Linked DNA regions of Triticum aestivum: region 1 is linked to region 2. The links are chromatin contacts, called in public Hi-C maps. All regions are on one chromosome and are shown on one strand. The core of a region is the stretch at or near the end of the contact, and the rest is flanking DNA. Distances in the headings are between cores, read along the strand shown.

The links. A called contact is a pair of places that touch in the nucleus more often than the background predicts.
Region 1: a contact with region 2 is called in a Hi-C map of leaf, with 4 times the contacts expected there. The contact joins the enhancer-like site here to the promoter of LOC123070335 in region 2. A contact is called at or near these places in 2 of 5 Hi-C or Micro-C datasets (both in leaf) and 1 of 1 datasets of contacts at active chromatin or transcription factors (leaf).

The regions. Positions count from the first base shown.
Region 1 is chr3B:457,210,250-457,213,500 of IWGSC CS RefSeq v2.1, reverse strand. No RefSeq gene overlaps it. Among protein-coding and RNA genes, the nearest start is that of LOC123070335, 310 kb to the right of the region's middle. Within about 2 kb of position 1,745, at least 3 of the 8 cell types and tissues checked have an H3K27ac peak or open chromatin away from gene starts, as enhancers often do. A contact at or near this core is called in leaf, where this site is marked.
Region 2 is chr3B:456,898,580-456,902,178 of IWGSC CS RefSeq v2.1, reverse strand. It overlaps LOC123070335 (brassinosteroid LRR receptor kinase BRI1), which reads right to left and starts at 1,959. Exons shown (of 1, transcript XM_044493483.1): 1 at 1-1,959. The coding sequence starts at 1,809.

The DNA.
Region 1 (3,251 bases), core at 496-2,995, 310 kb before region 2:
CACGACATCTTCCATTGTGTCCTGCATGACGTCCCTTCGCAGGGCCGCGCGGATGCGTGCGACCATATGAAACTTGGGATTCTCAATTAAGAGTAGAGATGATGGTAATAATAAATGACATAGCCCGCGGGATTAGTGATTTCTTATGAAGAAACATCTCATTTTATTATGGAAGGTGATCGAAAAAATCTTATGTCTGCCTTTTAGGAAGGTGATCTCACATATATGGTGCAATTTCTGAATTCTTAATTACTTATTGTTTACGTAATTGAATTCTTAATTACTTATTGTTTACGTAATTGAATTGAATCAACACCTACCAAAGGAAGCATGCAACAAGATCCCCCTAATGGGACTTGGTTTTTTAATGGGAGGGACAAAAACCAGTGGGAGGAGGTGGGACGAAAATAAACCGTACCAGGCTACCCACTGCTCCATTAGGAGTAGAGATTAGGAGTAGAGATTTGCTTGCATGCAGTCATAACAACAAAGAGCTACTTCATTCCCATTAAGTCCTTGCATGCATGCGGTGTACTAATGATCCCTGTTGACGAAAAGAAAATTTGGATTGCAAAGCAATCATTAAATTTTACATTGATACTTGTAATCTGAGTTTGTGACCTTGTATAAGGGACTGGAGGGGGGCGTGAAGTTTCTACACCCAGGAGCAAATGCTCCTGATGTGAACAGTAATATAAAGAAAATTCAAAAATATTTCAAAAAATTCAAAAAAAATTGTGGCATACTTCAACAAATGTTAGTTATGCATGCAAAATTTCATCACAAAATCACATTGGTGGAAGGCGTGGTAAAAAAACAAAACCAATGCTTTGAAAATGTTACTTATAAAAGCATTTTGGAGCTTTGATTTTTGTTTTTTTGTCACAACTTGCACCAATATGATTTCATGATGAAATATTGCATGCACGACAAGCATTTGCGAAAGTATGTCCCAAAAAAATTTCAGTTTTTTATTTATGATTGTGCAGTTCACACCAGGAGCATTTGCTCCTGGGTGTAGAAAGTTACTTTGGACTGGAGGGAGTATATTGCATCTTAACAATTACACTATACTATGCCCTACGCAGGCGTGATAATGCATGTTAATTAAGGGGAATGAAGTTGTTGTTTTTAAGAAAAAGAAAAGGAGGAGGTAAATGAAGTGGCCTTTTGCTGCGTTTGGGAGTACAACTAGGCTCGTTGTCTAGTCGCATCTGAATCTGATAGATGAAGGTTGGACAGAGGCGACCCCGCACTCTCACTCACCATGTCAGCTTGGCAGAGCACCACCTGAAGCCAAGAATTTATGCTGCTGCCGCCGCTGCTGCGTGTACGTCGTCCACTTCCCGTAGCGTCTACTCTAGCACGAGACATGACCCCGTCGCTAAAGAATCTACGATTCTCTGTACATTTTCCGTAAGAAAAATTCTGAGCAAAATTGAGAACCAGTAATAACCCGTGAAAAGTCAGCTGCACAACATACCTGCAGCACTGCGTGCATGCATGACGCCGGAGACCCCGCCGGGATCCCGGTTTCACCGATATCACGGGGGCAGCAGACAGAAGCAAGGCAAGCCCCACTTGGACGGAACGGGGGTGCGCACGGGGCGCGGCATTAAACCCCCGTTGGCCTGTAGCGCCCCCCAAATCCCGTTCCCCGCACGGGCGAGCTAGCCAGCTGATCTGATGGCGACCACCACCCCCTCTCAAGTGAACAAGCGGCCAAAGGCGCACACAGCTCTCACGTCAGTCAAGCGGCAGTGGCGGCACGAACGCAACAGCCACGTACTACGTGCGCGGTATAGCGCACGTTGGGCGTGGCAAGTCCCGCGCGGCACGGCGAGGATCCGGTGCTCGGCATGGCAACCGGCCAGCGGTCAAATCCGGCCATGTGGGCGGTGTGGGGTTGCGGTGACCGCACGTCTTACGCGCACGGTTGGGTCTGATCTCTGATGGCAACGTCCCACCCTTCTCCTGTTGACGTGGATCTCTTGTTTGTTTGAGGCCCGGTTGTTGCTTGGGGCTGATGATCGTTCCATAACCCGGGCTTTGCTTGCATTTGCATATGGGGACGCGACCACTTGTGATGGATGGGCGGAGCCAGGATTTAACCATGAGGGGTCGAACAAAGCTATGGTCATTTTCAAGAACACATATGATATTTGCGTGTCTATGATTTAAAGTAAAAATCATAGTAATTTTACAAAGAGGCGTCTCACAACACAGGCACGAAACATCTATCATTCTCTTCGTTTCATGTTAGGCATAACCCGCTTTAGACTACTGTTTCAGACCATACTATAGTTAGATACTTCTTTTGTATCAAAACATCAGACTTTGTGGACACTAGAGCGTCTTATATGTTGGTACGGATGGGGTATTTCTCTATCTCTTTATACTACCTAAAATAAACGGAGGGTTCCATTTCCCCTCTTACGTTTCGTCGAACCTAGCGTTTCGTTCGCTCGTCGTCCAGTCGTAGCACTCTCCTCCGCTTCGCCAAGCACATGGGCCGAAGCCCAGCCCCCGTGAGCCAGCCTACAACAACACAAGCAGACGGTCTGGTGCGGTGGCGTTAGGGTTAGCGCCGTCGCCCAGCCCCATGCCCCCATCCTCAGTCCCGTCCTTCTGCTCCTTGGCCGCCGCTCGACCTCCACAGCCGCACCTCGCCATAGATTCATCAAAATAAGCAAACAACACACACAAAACAGAATCTGTCAAAAACAGAACAGTCTGTAGCAATCTGTAACTAACGCAAACTTCTGGAACTCTAAAAATTCTACCAAAATAGGAAGTCCTGGACAATTTTTCTATTGAACATCAGCAAAAAGAATCAACGCAAAATCACGTTCCTGTGATTTAAAAAAATTATATTCGTGCGTGCAAAGTTTCTGTTTTTCAGCAGAATCAAATCAACTATCATCGTAGGTTATCATATAGGTTCTACTTGGCACAAACACTAATTAAAATATAAAACCACATCTAAACAGAGGCTAGATGGATTATTTATTTCTAAACATAAGCAAAAACAAAAAACAAAAAATAAAATTGGGTTGCCTCCCAACAAGCGCTATCGTTTAACGCCCCTAGCTAGGCATAAAAGCAAGGATAGATCTAGGTTTTGCCATCTTTGGTAGGCAATCCATAAGTGGCTCTCATGATAGATTCATATGGTAATTTTATTTTCTTTCTAGGGAAGTGTTCCATGCCCTTCTTTAAGGGAAATTGGAATCTAATATTCCCTTCCTTCA
Region 2 (3,599 bases), core at 710-3,209:
CATGTTCCCAAGCTCCTTGGGTATCTCGGAGTCGAGCTGATTAAATGACAAATCCAGAAATATCATGGAGCCATTCTTGTTGAAGGTGTACTCTGTGCTCCCCATGTACATCCTTGTGAAGTTGCACAGCTTCTTGCTCGGCATCCGACCAAGGTCCTCAGATCGGATGCTTGAGAACTCCAGCAAGCTCCCCTTGCCACGACACTGGCTGCTCAGCTCGTCGTTGCGAAGATACACATAGGGCCGCCCAATAATGAGGCCAACAGTCATCTTCCCCGACTGCTCTGCCAGTTGCGGTGGAATTGATCCATTAAGTTGGTTGCTGTTGAGGTCCAGCCACACCAAGCTCTTGCAGTCACCAAGCTCTGCGGGTATCTGTCCGGTGAAGGAATTGTTGCTCAGCTTCAAGATTGCCAAGTTGCTGAGCTTCCCGAGCCACGGGGGGATCGGCCCGGACAGCCGGTTGCTCGCCAAGGATATCCAGTTGAGCTGCTTGCACTTGGCCAGCTCCGGCGGGATACTGCCGGTGAGCCCGTTGTAGTCCAGGATGAGATGCTCCAGGCCGGGAATGCTCGACAGAGACGCGGGTATCTCGCCCTCCAGTAAGTTCTGCCACATGATAAGGTCCTGGAGGCGGCCAAGCTCGCCGAGGGACTCCGGGATGGAGCCGTTGATGTAGTTGAGACTGAGGTCGAGGGAGACAAGGTCGGTGCAGTTGGAGACGGCCTCCGGGATGCTGCCGGAGAGATAGTTGTTCTGAAGGTAGAGCACGCGGAGCCTGGAGTTGGGATCTTGGCAGAGGGTCGAGGGGATGGTGCCGGAGAAGTTGTTGGAGCTGAGGTCGAGCACCTCGAGGTCCGGCAGCGCAGCGACGGAATCAGGGATGGAGCCACTGAAGTGGTTGAAAGAGAGGGACAGCGACTGGAGCTGCTGTAGGCCGGTGAAAGCGTCGGCGGGGACGTCGCCAGAGAAGTTGTTGTTGGAGAGGTTGAGGGCGGTGAGCGACGTGAGGCCGGCGATGTTGGGCGGGAAGGCGCCGGCGAGATGGTTGCTGGAGAGGTTGAGCGCCCTGAGACTGCGGCAGCCGGAGAGCGCCCCGGCGGCGACATCGCCGGCGATGAGGTTGCCGGACAGGTCAAGGTACTGCAGCCCGGAGCAGTTGGTGAAGTCCGAGAGGCCGCCGGAGATCTTGTTCCAGGCGAGGTCCAGCCACCGGACAGAGCCGAGGCCGGCACCCACCATCCAGCGGAGGTCGGCATCTCCGGTGATCTTGTTGCTGGACAGGTCGAGAGCGTCCAGGGCCGCGAACCCCTGCCCGCCACCGCCACCGCCAGCGGACTTGGCGGCACCAACCGCATCGCCGGAGAGATTCAACGTCTTGAGCCCGCCGCAGGAGGCGGCGAGCGCGGCCACGTCGGCGACGGAGCCGCGCAGCGCGGCATTTCCGGAGAGGTCGAGCTCCTGCAGCTTGCTGCCGCACCTGGCGCCGGCCGCGGCGGAGAGCGCGCCGCTGACGTTGGCGCCGCGGAGGCTGAGCCTCTCGACGGCGCTGAGCTGCAGCAGGGTGGTCGCGACGGCGCGGAAGTCGGCATTGAGCGCGACGGCGGCGAGCGAGAGCGACGTGAGGCGCCCGCCCCTGCACACCGCGCCGGGGAACCTGCAGGCGCCGTCGCGCGCGGCCCAGCCGTCGAGCGCGTCCCGGCTGGGCAGCGCCGCCCTGAAGTCGTCGAGCAGCTGCGCGTCGTCGGCGGCCGCGAGCGCCGCCAGGAAGAGGAGCGCGGCCGCTATCGCCAGCCGCAGGGAATCCATGGAGGAGCGCGCTCTACCTTGAGACCATAAGAGAAGCGGTCTGCAGAAGTGGGAGCAGAGAGAGAGAGAGGAGGAGAGAGGAGGGAGAGAGTGGGAAGTGAGGGGGAGGTCCAACTCGAGATGGTGGTGGTGGGGGGAGAGAAAGAAAGAAAGAGGGGAGAAGAAGCGAGAGAGAGAGAGGAGAGAGGAGGCGGGGGGCAGATTAAACAGCTGTAGGTAAGAGGGGGCAGTGGTGGTGGGGTCACATGGCATGTGCCCCCGTCCGCCAACGAACAAATCGTGGTAGTAGTAATCCGCGGTGCGATTTGATTAAGCTAACCAAAGCTAAGCACGGTGCTTATCCGCTAGTTACGGCGACGCTAACCAACCAGGAGCCCGATCCCATCGCCGGGGCGGGGCGGGGCGGGGACAGGCGCTGCTCTGCTCGAGGCGCGCTCACGTGCCGCCGGGCCTTGCGAGGCGAGGCCGGAGGAAATGACTGCTTTGGGTCTCATCATCATCATCGTGGGGAAGGAGGAGCGAGGTCGCGGTCCGAGCCGGGCGTGCGGAGGAGGAATCCGGGACGCGTGGGCTGCGTTGCTTCGCGAAGGGTTTTTGTCTTTAATTCCGAGGTGGGCTGGTAGATCCGATCCGGGCGGCCGGCCGGAGCGTGCGTGCGTGCCACCTTTTTCCAGGCTCCCCACAATGCCCCCCCCCCCCCCCCCCCCCCCACCTCTCTCTCTCTCTCGTCCCCGGCGTGTCAGACCGCCCGCTAACCTACGCGACGCGATGAAGTCATCACGCACGGCCACACAAGCTGGCCGGAGATTTGCTTTTCTCTCCGGTACGGATACGGTTCGGCGCCGTGGTTTAGTTTCTTCCAGCCTTCGCTACCCGTACGTACGCGCTGGTTCGGCAAGCGCATGCAAATTCCCGCAAAAAACCAAAACCAAGCGCATGCAATTACCCACGTCCAGAATTGTCTTTACTCGTAAACTTGCAAATCCTGCAAGTCTTATATCCATGCTCTATGTGCTTGAGCCGTTATTTTGGCACACTTGGACATATGATGATCCAGACCAACCGTTTTAGGCGTCTTTCGTTCATACTCCCTCTGTTTTTATTTAGTACGTACTCCCTCTGTAAACTAATATAAGAGCGTTTAGATCACTACTTTAGTATTCTAAACGCTTTTATATTAGTTTAAGGAGGGAGTACTTCGCATATTGCCTTTGTCTCAAGTCAAACTTTATAAATTTTGATCAAGTTTATAGTACAAAGAAAGTGTTAACATCCAAAATATCATTAGAATCATCATTAAATGTATTTGCATACCATAGATACTTGTTATTGTGAAAATTTAGATCTTTTTGATAAACTTGATCTATAAAGTCTAACCTAGGTCAAAGCTAATATTTGTGGTAAATAAAAACGGATGGAGTGGGTTGGGAATGAATAAAAAAACGAAAACACTAACGCCCGCACGTGTGGCAACATTGCAACTCGCCCACACGCCTGAATCACCGTCCAATTAAGTTTGCATGAATCTTGACACACCGAGGCCATTTCCGCGTGCCACGTAGGACAAGGCCGGTGCGTGGGCGTTGGAGGTCGCCCATACGCCTACAGCACGCGTTTGCCAGTTGCGCTGTGTGGGCGAACTAGTTTCTGCCCTGACAGCCACCACCTAGTCCACGCGCGTGTGGCCGAACTGCTTTTCGCCCACACGACAGTCGTGCGTTGTTGGATGGCAACTGCAGTTGCGCGTACATGCCAACTAGATAAACACACATGGCAACTATGATTCCTTT